2 separate regions of the Mus musculus genome follow, and region 2 is linked to region 1. A link is a contact called in public HiChIP or PLAC-seq data. All regions are on one chromosome and are shown on one strand. Each heading gives the region's core, a stretch centred on a gene start, on an enhancer-like site or on the middle of the called end of the contact. The rest is flanking DNA. Distances are from core to core; before and after follow the strand shown.

Evidence for each region. HiChIP or PLAC-seq counts read pairs in DNA pulled down with a chosen protein or histone mark.
Region 2: an H3K27ac HiChIP or PLAC-seq map of heart atrium shows a contact between it and region 1, with 5 read pairs. The contact joins two enhancer-like sites. A contact is called at or near these places in 2 of 115 datasets of contacts at active chromatin or transcription factors (embryonic stem cells and heart atrium).

The regions. Positions count from the first base shown.
Region 1 is chr17:83,935,721-83,941,102 of GRCm38.p6, forward strand. No RefSeq gene overlaps it. Among named protein-coding and RNA genes, the nearest start is that of Gm35229, 16 kb to the right of the region's middle. Within about 2 kb of position 2,056, at least 91 of the 459 cell types and tissues checked have an H3K27ac peak or open chromatin away from gene starts, as enhancers often do. A contact at or near this core is called in heart atrium, where this site is marked.
Region 2 is chr17:84,265,552-84,270,933 of GRCm38.p6, forward strand. All of the region lies in intron 30 of Thada (thyroid adenoma associated), which reads right to left. Among named protein-coding and RNA genes, the nearest start is that of Gm24492, 20 kb to the right of the region's middle. Within about 2 kb of position 3,235, at least 80 of the 459 cell types and tissues checked have an H3K27ac peak or open chromatin away from gene starts, as enhancers often do. A contact at or near this core is called in heart atrium, where this site is marked.

The DNA.
Region 1 (5,382 bases), core at 806-3,305:
CATCTTTGGATCTCCCTGAAGCCAATGAGATAGGACAAGCGTCCTTCCTGACCTGAATCTTAGGGAAGTTTGCAAGAGTGGAGGAGGTTAGAGGGAGTGTCCACGTTTACACTCAGACTTGCTGAGTGTCACCTCGAAGGCCTGAGTGTCCCCTCCTCCTGAGTGGGACTGACATTGAGTGCCTTGCCCACTCATTGCAGGTGGCCCCTGGCAACTGAAAAAGCTAGCCATGGTTTGACACGTCTCTCTACACTCATCATATCCCAGGATGACCCTAGCATTTTAGGTGCACTCAGGACCCAGAAGGTTCACACTGGCCCTAGATGGGTCCTAAGGACAGGAAATCATCCTGCTTGTGTCTGGAGACAGGGACAGGGTCTTAGACTAAGACCATCCTGGAGAATCAGGTTCTTGCAAACCAAGTGACTCCTGGAAAGTCCCCTGCTTGTGACCCATTTCCTTCAGCTGTAAAGGGGTGGGGAAGTGGGGGGGGGCAGGGAGGGACACATGAGGAACGACAATCTTAATTTCTGAGCTGGGCATGGAGGCTCAAGCCTGTAAGTAGAGCACTTGGAAGGCTGAGGCAGGAGAATTGCTACAAGTTTGAGACTAGCTTGTGCTACATAGTGAGTCTCAGAGGAGTCTAAAATACAGAGTGAGACTTGCCTCAAAACAAAACAAAACAAAACAACCCCAAATTTATAATCAAAACAAAACATCTCTTCCACAAGGCCAGCAGTCGCCACCACAGCTGCCACGAGCCTCAGGAGCGCTCCTCATCTGGGTGGCCACCCAGGAAGAGGCGGTGCAGGCAGGGGGTGTTGAGAGATGAGCAGAGGACAAAGGGACAGGAAGAGGGGTGGCTTCTAGCATCTTCTTCAGCCAGATAGCTGTGAATGCACCTGCAGCCCTTTCAGTTCTATTGCTTTATGCAGTTAGCCCAGGATGTGCAGTTAGCCCAGGATGTGCAGTTAGCCCAGGATGACCCCAGTCAGTCTCACAGGTGAAGAAGCTGATGCCTAGGAGGCAAAAGCAGTAGCAGGTACCCTTGTCCCTGAGTGTCCGTGGATAGACCCTACCTAAGGCGTCTGCTGTCTGATTGAAGAGTCATTAACATGAGGTCACAAGGAGGAGCCGTCGAGGTCAGATTTCATGGGCGTGTCTGTCCTAGCCTCACCATCTGGAAGCCGTGGCGTCTCTGTAAGGGTGCCTGCCACCAAGCCTGATGATCTGAATTCAGTCCCCAGAGCCACACGATGGAAGGCCTGAGCCTACAGCTTGTCCCCTGACTTCCACAGCTGCACTGTGGTATCTCTCTCTTCCTCCCTCGAAATTAATTCATTTAAAAAAGTTAAAACAACCAACCGACCCCAAACCAACCGGACCATAGTTCTAGCCACCTGGGGACAGGACAGGCACCTGGGGGCAGCTTGTTTCTGGATTCCCAGGCCAGCATGCTTTGCCCCATGCCCCCTTGTTCCGGTTGGTACCTCAGTGAGTTGGGGGAACAGTGGCCATGCTTTTGCCTTCATGGGTCCATCTAAGTGCCCGTAGGCTCCTGCCGGTCATGGGCTGGGTTTCTTGGGAAAACAGGCAGTTGCTTTGAGAGCAGCTTCCAGCAGCTGAGCATGTCAACCCTCACGCCACCTCTGCTGTTCTCTGCTGCTCTCTACTCTGTCACTCAGGTGGTGGCGGGGTCTCTCTGGAGCAGGCCCTGCCTGGGGCGGTTGAACTTTTGGTGAGTGTTAGACTTGGTGCTCTCATTTCTTTTTGTGTTTTAGTTTTGTTTCCGGGCATGGTTTCTCTCTTAGCTCTCACTGGCTCCTCTCTCTGCAGCTCAGGCTGGCCTCAGACTAGCAGGGATCCCTCTGCCTCAGCTTCCTCATGCTGGGATTGTGGGCCTGAGGACCACGCTCCACAGTGTTCATCTCTGTGGCCTGGAAGGCTGGTGGGGAGGGTGCAAAGGGTTAACTTCATTTTGGCAGTAATTCTCTCTTGGCATCTGAGAGTGGACCGGCCAGGAGCTCTGCTTTCCCGTTGCCGCGGCAATGACACAAAACCGAGAGCAGACACGGATCTGGAGATGGTTAACTGGCCATGTTCCTGGCCGGCGGTGGCCCGCCAGAGAAACTGCTGGAAAGTCACATTAGAGTTTCCCAGCACTAAGGGTGAGAAAGGGGGTGTGGATCTGGGCTCCCCCAGAAAGTCTGGCTCTGGACAAAAGAGATAGAGCTGCTGTGTAGGTCAATGCAGGACTCCTTGCTCCTTGACTCTGAACCTTCAGAGCTCCGAACTTTCAGTGCCGAGAGCACGAAGCTCGACACAGAGCTGCCCACAACAATCTTTGTCAGCCACATTGAGCTGCTGGTTTAGTGGTTTTGATTTTTTCATTTTGCCTGCCTGCCTATCTATCTATCTATCTATCTATCTATCTATCTATCTATCTATCTATCTATCTATCTATCTTTCTATCTATCCAGATCTTACTGTGTAGCCCAGGCTGGCCTGGAACGTGATCCTCCTGTCTGAGCCTTGTTGGGATAAGAAGCACGCACCAGGCTTGTTTTCTTTCTCCCACTTCTCAGCTTTCCCACTCTCCTGCTCCTGCAGCCTTGCTATCCAGGTGCCTCCTGAGGGGACTTCGGATTGTCTCTGGACCAGCCCTACTCAGACCTGAGATCTCAGTCTGAATGGCACTTCGGGAAGACTTCTGCACCTAGACTGGGGCCCTTTTGTGTTATGGGCTTCCTGATGTACTGACTGTCACCTTTCAGACAACCACATGCCTAGTCCCTCACATTTCTCCACTTTCTTGGGCCACCCATGAGGTGGAGGTTGGATGTGGCTTCTTTGCCTCGGAGCCTACGCAGAGGGTCTGTTAGAGGGGCAGCACCACTCACAACTTTGGAAAAGAAGACGATTGTGTGGGGGAAGGGCAGGTCACCGGGTCACCAGGTGCCCTCTGGGAGCTGTGGGCAGCGGGATTTAGCCAATCCCAAGGTTAGGACTCTCTTGCCAGGACAGCTTTGCTTTCCCCGGTGGTTTTCATTATTTTTCATTCCCAGACTATTTTGGAAGCTGGCTGCTATGGGAACCGAGTCTTTGGAAGGCCCAGGCCTCTTTTTCCTCCTACCCCCAGCCTCCCTCCATCTCTATTCCTTCTTAATTGGTTTTTAGTTCCCTGGCTTTCAGGCCGTCTGTTTATTTTGATTGCAACTCCACAGAACAAATCTTTAATGAACCAGCTTGTGGGGAGAGCCATTAGCAGCCGCCTGCCTCCAGGGAGTGGGGGAGGCGCCTGGCCTGGGTCCCAGCCTGGACTTCTACTCAGCGAGGAAGCGGTGGCCAGGTACTGGGTGGCAGCTGCGCATGGGTCGTTCCTTCCTTCAGGTGTAGTCTGGAGATGGGAACAGTTTGTCCTCAGTAAGCTGTCAGAAGCCTTGGCTGAGGTGACCTTATTAGCACTCTGATGCACAGTGACAGAGGTTGGGCTTCCCGGGCCCCCTGAGTTACTGCAGTAAACCCAGAGGGCTCTATGCTGAGTCCCTCATTGTCCAGACAAGGGGAGTGAGGCTGGAGAGCTGAGAAGCCAGCAGACCTCTGAGGAAGACACAGATAAATGGAGAAACCTCCCGAGGGTCGCTGCATTCGGGGTGAATTGGCATCCAACGGTCCTGAGTGGGCTCGGCAGGCCCCAGCTCTCTGGAGTAAATGCCTTTGTCTGTGTTCTGTGGGCCTGACACCATTTATGGGTTTACTCCACTGACTGGGTATGATCACGTCTGTCCAAAGAGTTTTGCCAACAGGAAATGCATATGAGCACTTTATTGTTGTGGGTGTGGAGAACAGAGTGATCCCTGCCGCTTCCTTACCTTGGACAAGCCCTGTCTCCAGTCCACCTCACAGATCTGGTCACTTGTCTGTCCCTCACTGGCCTCATGCTGCCAAAGTCACTCATCTCAGGAGTACAGACCCGGGGACCAGCGGGACTGGGAACTTCATTCCGTTAAGATCAAGCCCCCCACGGCCTTCTGCCTTGGGGCTGCCTCTCTGAGAAACTCTGGGGTGCACCTCAGCCTCTATCCCATTCCTGCCTTCTGTCCAACTGGCCTTCTTTCCTACTTCATGCTGTGGGCCCATGAGATTTCTTTAGACAGGAGGTCTCCCTCCCTGCCTGTCCTCCCTAGTCCTGGCTGGCTCTCCACTCATTCCTCATGGTGATCTCCTGGCCTTTCTCAGTGACTGGATAGGAAGAGGTATGTCTGACCAGTGGCTCAGTGGGAGTCAGAAGGGGGCTTGAAACGCCAAGGACCACAGATACGCTCCTCTCTGGCATTACCAAGGTCATTCTTTGTTTCATAAGAGAGTCCAAAAGAGGACAAAGTTGATCATGGAGAGTTGCAGGGTGCCTTCTGGCGTTGAGAACGGCCCAGAAGTGGACATGGCCTGGACTTCTTTACATCCCTGGTGCTTGATGGTTGTTTGTTTTGGTTACTCTTGTCTGCCTGTCTTGTCTTGCCTTTATGGTTATACCAAGCCAAGAAGAACTAGGCATCCCGGGCTGCCATGCTTATGAGTTACTTAATCACCAAACAAGTAAGGGCTGTTGTCCCTAGCTTCATTGATGCCTGGCTGTAGGTGATCTGGTTACGTGTATGAGCTCTTAAGAGTGATGGACAATTAAGACTCCTGCTACTCCCCACCCCCGCCATCCCTGACTTTGTTCACATGGTCACAAATGGCTTCGTCACTTCCAGCCTTCACATTTAATTTCCAGGCCAAGAGAATGGAGGAAAGGGGCAAGTTTACATTAGCTGAATCTATACTTTTTAATCAAGAAAACATGACCTTTAAAAAGCCTGGCCATAAAACTCTTTGTACTTGAGATTTGTTGGAAATAGGTTGTATCGCAGCTAGAGCTGGAAAGATCATATTTTGCAGAGGATTTTGTTAGAGATGAGAGGGGAGAAATGCATGCTGGGTAGAAAGAATGATTGGCACCTGCAAGGAAGAAGCCCAGTGAGCACAACCCCCTTTTCCAAACATCTGAGGCTGTTCTGGGTCACCGCCACCTTCCACAGACGCCTCAGCAGTCACCCATTGTAGCTGCACTAGACCATAAGTTCCTTGCCAGACTCTCCCTGAGTGCACAGGATACAAGCAGACATCCCTGTACCTCACCTCCCAAACTGGGCTGCAAACCACACGTGATCCGATTCATCCTCCGTGCTCACCGTCCGCATCAGTACATCTCTGGTCCTTCTGCTGGTTGATGGTTGGAACCCTCATCTCTTGGGACATCTCCTCTCCAGAGTTGAGTCACCTATCTGAAACCTTCACTGCCCTAGGTTTTTCCAACCTGTGCCCCTCACACTGAATATT
Region 2 (5,382 bases), core at 1,985-4,484, 330 kb after region 1:
CCAAGTATTTAGGTGCTCAGGTCCTACCTTCAGTCTAACTAGTGACTTCTGAGAACACGTTCTATCTGAGCAGCTCTATTTTAGACAGTCCAACATGACAAGCAGTGTCTGGACACATGGAGGCAGTAAGGTCCAGGAAAAAGCTTGACAAGGACTTGGCAGCTGAGTACAGATATTAGCAGTTTTCAGTGGGGTCCACGCCTGTTCAGCTGTGTAGATGGATGGGTTCTCCTGACCTCTGAGGGTTACATCTCTGCAAATGCATAGGGACTTCACAGGGTTTTCCGTATTTAAATCCCAGATCCAGGAGTTTGCCTGAGAACCTGTTTTGTTGCCCTCTTTACACTGCACTGTGGTTTTAAGAAATAGTTGCAGTGCCTAAGTCAGTCTGGCCTCGCCCAGAAAAGGCTGATAAACAAACTGACCCAAGTACTGCCTGTTCTACTTTAGCCACATCTTAAAAGATGAAAATGTAACACGACCCTCTGGAACAAGGACCACATGAGGGTCCCTGGCTTCAGTGGACTTGGGAAGGCAAAGGCATTTATTTCTACAGCAGAGTCTCTCAGGGTGGGAGTTGACACTGGGAGGTTTTAAATCTTCCCCGGTGATTCCAGCATTCTACCCTGAGCATCAGGAACTATTGTTTGGAATGAAAACTTGCTACCAGCCAACCTGGCATTTGTTAGTGCCAAGACCAGGAGTCACAGTCTCCTGTGGGATCCTAATGGGAGAAGTGGCTGGGTGAGTACAGCAGTGATGTGTGTAAAGCACGCTCTATTAAAAGCAATGACCAGAGCCAGAGTGGTAGTGTCCCAGTGTCATCCCAGCAGTAGGAGGGCCGTGGCTGGCCTAGGCTAAGGAGCAAGGCTCTGTCTGTCTCAAAGTAAAATTAAAGCTATCACCATCCCCACTCTCCCAGGAGGAGGCTAGCAAGACAGAATGTGCAAACAAGCACACACAAAGAGACATAAAGCACATGGCTTGCTACCAGGATCTGAACAAGTTTTTGTTTGTTACCTGGCACCCCTGGCAGAGCACACAGTACACCCAGGCCCTAGTGGTACCCTGGGAAAGCCCAGGGAAAAGTCCTTATGAACCAGAAACAAAAGGTTAAAGCGTGTCAGTTACTGTGTTAAAACATTGAAAGTAAAAGTTGAAAACATAACCATACTTGTTTGCCTTATCTCTTGAACTTATGCCAAACTAAACTAGTGTTATACATAGGGTGTGTCAACACAGAAAAGTTAATTTTCTAATACCAAGAGCATTTTGAGATAAACTCATGGAATCATATATATTGATTGCTTCATCCAGAGCTTGGTACAAAGTAGGCATTCCAAAAATAACTTTTAAAAACCCTTAAACTTTTGGCAAGGTCTCCATGCACTGTTTGTGGGACGAGGGTCTCACAACGTACAGCAGCTGTAGCACTGCGCTGCCTCTCAAGAGACTTAGTCTGCTTTTAGAAATGAAACCTAAGGCCAGAGTTACAGACTGACTCCACACCACACGCAGCAATGAAGGCAAAGTAGAGCAATGAAGCCAATTATAGTGGCATATGCTTTTAATCCCAGCGCACTTGGGAGGCAGAGGCAGGTGGATCTTGGTGAGTTTCAGGAGAGTAAGAACTATATAATGAGACCAATCTCAAAAAACCCAGCAAAACAAACCAATAAGCCCAATCTCTCTCTCTCCGCCCCCTCATACATACACACACACACACACACACACACACACACACACAGGCATAGAGACACACAGAGAGATGCTTAAGCCCACTTTTCAACAAAAGATTCTTTTCCTAGTTAATCAAAAAGGCAAAATTAGGCAAAATTATTTTTTTTGTAGAGATGGATAGTGATAGGAAAAATCAACCCCCCAATTCCCCAAATTGAAAAAAAAAAAAACTCTGAAGAAATAATAGAGATTTTAGTTTTTGTTTGTACTTGCTATTTTTAAATGTTTTAAGTATGAAGTTACTATGTTAACCCCAGCACTTCTATCTCTTGGCTGTCCCATCACACGCTGCCAATGACAGCTCTACTTTCTGTGTCTATGAACTATCTGCTCAGCCAGCCATCTCTCGGGGTACCTCCATGTGGTGGCACAGGTCAGATCTCTCTTGCTGCTTGGGGATATAGCTGTGGCAGCGCACTGGCCTAGCATGTGGAAAGGCCTGGGTTCAATCCCTAGTTGAGGATGGGAACTTCTCTTTTAAAGATGGACTAATGTTACCATATGTATATAGCATATTTTGCTTACATTGTCAGCAATGAACACTGCTGTTCTGTGGTTTGGTGACCAGGAAGAACGTTGCTCTGAGCATAGCAGTACAACCATCGAAGCCTGCTTTCTCTTTCTCTGAACTTAGACGGAGAACTGCAGGATTAGATACTGATTCTATTTCCAGTTTTTAAGGAAGTGTGATACCATTTTCCATAGCAGCCATAAAGTTTTAAGTAATAATAATAGCAAATATTTTCATATTGCCAAGTGAAAAAAAGGAAGCTATAACTTTTATACTTAATAGAACCTTAGCTATGTTTTTTAAAAAAAGGAAAAAGATGATGTAACCACAGAGAACTGTGCTAAGAGTAGATTTCACTTTTATATTGTTTTTCAAATTATTTTTCCTTGCTATGAATGATAGCCAAGGAAAACCAGGGATGAAGTTCTGTAGAGAATGTTTCCCTTCGGCCATCCCATTCCCCACCCCAGAGCCCAGCAGCACACAAAGCTCACCTGCTTATCTTCTTCAGTTTGGTTTGTTTTTTTGAAACTGTTTCACTGAGTAGCTCAGACTGGTCTGAAATTTGCAACAGCCCCTTTGTCTCCGTACCCCTAAGTAGTAGGATTAACACACGTGTACCCACACACATGGTTTATGTCATCAAGTTTTCTAAAAGGAACATCCAATACATATTTACTCTTTTATGGCTGAGGGAAACACAAGATAACAAACCACTTCTGAAAAAACTGAAGCCCAATATAATTGTAATCCCAAGTCACAGCCAAGGTAAACAAGCCGTTTCCTCTGAGTCCTGCTTGAGAGAGCTTTTCAAAGTTCTTTCTGTTAGGGTGGAGCCTGTGACTGCTAGGACAGCAGAGCTGCAGCCTGAAGACAGCAAGCGCAGCAGGAGGACCATCCAAGGGGCCTGGACTGCACCCTGTTGTGGCATCCCTAGACAATGTTGTGACATCCCTAGACAATGTTGTGACATCCCTAGACAATGTTGTGACATCCCTAGACAATGTTGTGACATCCCTTCCCAGGACGGGGCTCATTCTGAATCTCACTTGCTTCCTGACCTGGGCAAGATTTCCACCCCACCGGGATCTGGTAACTGCTGCCCTCACACCGGGATCTGGTAACCGCTGCCCTCACACGGGGATCTGGTAACCGCTGCCCTCACACGGGGATCTGGTAACCGCTGCCCTCACACCGGGATCTGGTAACCGCTGCCCTCACACCGGGATCTGGTAACCGCTGCCCTCACACGGGGATCTGGTAACCGCTGCCCTCACACCGGGATCTGGTAAATGCTGCCCTCACACGGGGATCTGGTAAATGCTGCCCTCACACCGGGATCTGGTAAATGCTGCCCTCACACCGGGATCTGGTAACCGCTGCCCTCACACCGGGATCTGGTAAATGCTGCCCTCACACCGGGATCTGGTAACCGCTGCCCTCACACCGGGATCTGGTAACCGCTGCCCTCACACGGGGATCTGGTAACCGCTGCCCTCACACGGGGATCTGGTAACCGCTGCCCTCACACGGGGATCTGGTAACCGCTGCCCTCACACGGGGATCTGGTAACCGCTGCCCTCACACGGGGATCTGGTAACCGCTGCCCTCACACCGGGATCTGGTAACCGCTGCCCTCACACCGGGATCTGGTAACCGCTGCCCTCACACCGGGATCTGGTAACCGCTGCCCTCACACGGGGATCTGGTAACCGCTGCCCTCACACGGGGATCTGGTAACCGCTGCCCTCACACGGGGATCTGGTAACCGCTGCCCTCACACGGGGATCTGGTAACCGCTGCCCTCACACCGGGATCTGGTAACCGCTGCCCTCACACGGGGATCTGGTAACCGCTGCCCTCACACGGGGATCTGGTAACTGCTGCCCTCACACCGGGATCTGGTAACCGCTGCCCTCACACGGGGATCTGGTAACCGCTGCCCTCACACCGGGATCTGGTAACCGCTGCCCTCATACCAGAGGAAAGAACTGGACTGAGAAGGGAAGGCTGAGAAAGGGAGAAGGGAGGACAGGAAGGATTAATGAGCTGATTTCCATAAGACTCCTGACATCCTGGAATGAAAAGCAGCCTGCAAGAGCAAATGCCATGTTCTTTATTCAAACCACATTCCCACCCAGCCATTTATCATGGAAAAGTCCCCAACAACGTTGCTCAACCAGCTCATATAAATAAACCCTGATTAATCTTGTAAAGTATAAACACAAATGTATGACAAAAGTCTGTATGCTTTTAACTTCAGAGTTCAAATTTTAAAATTCACTTGATTATCTGTAGCTCCCATAATTTTTTTTTTTTTTTAAAAGAAACCTTTTGGAACAAAAGGACAGATAAATGGCTCGTGCCCTAAACCCTCGAGCTCACTGGACTGAATGAACTCAAGGATTGAATAAACTACAGGAGGAAAAATGTGTTACTGCCAGAACCGAAACAAACTGTTTGTTGTTTCTTCCTTCCTTTTTTTTTTTTTTTTTTTTTTTTTTGAGACAGGGTTTCTCTGTGTAGCCCTGGCTGTCCTGGAACTCACTCTGTAGACCAGGCTGGCCTCAAACTCAGAAATCTGCCTGCCTCTGCCTCCCAAGTGCTGGGATTAAAGGCTGCACCACTGCCCAGCAACTAAGTTTCTTTTCTTGGCAACAGTAATTTCTCATAGGTTACATTAGAAAGCTACAGAGAGGCCTCAGTAAGTCCAAGGCACATTTATCTTTCATATGTAAATGCCCAGGAATATAAAGGGGCCTCTTCAGCAGTTGACTCTGGAATACTCCCACAGTAACATCTTCATGGCAAAGCAGGGAAGAAAGTCAGAAAGGTTTTGCTCTGATAGGCAACTACCATGACCCTAAATGGGTTCATCTGAGCATTCAGTTGACCTGTGTAGACAAACATTTTCCACAGCAAGAGGCCCTCAGAGACAAGGCAGGCCCAGGACAGGTGATATTTTCATTACCTACATGGAGTTCTACGGTTTCCAACTCAGCCTGTGGCATTCCTCAATAATGTGGGTAATACAGAATGGCTCCTGCAAAGCTCTGGAATATCCTCAGCTTCTGCAGCACGATTTCCTCCCAAACTCTACCCTAGGCTCGAACACACCCTGATTAATACTT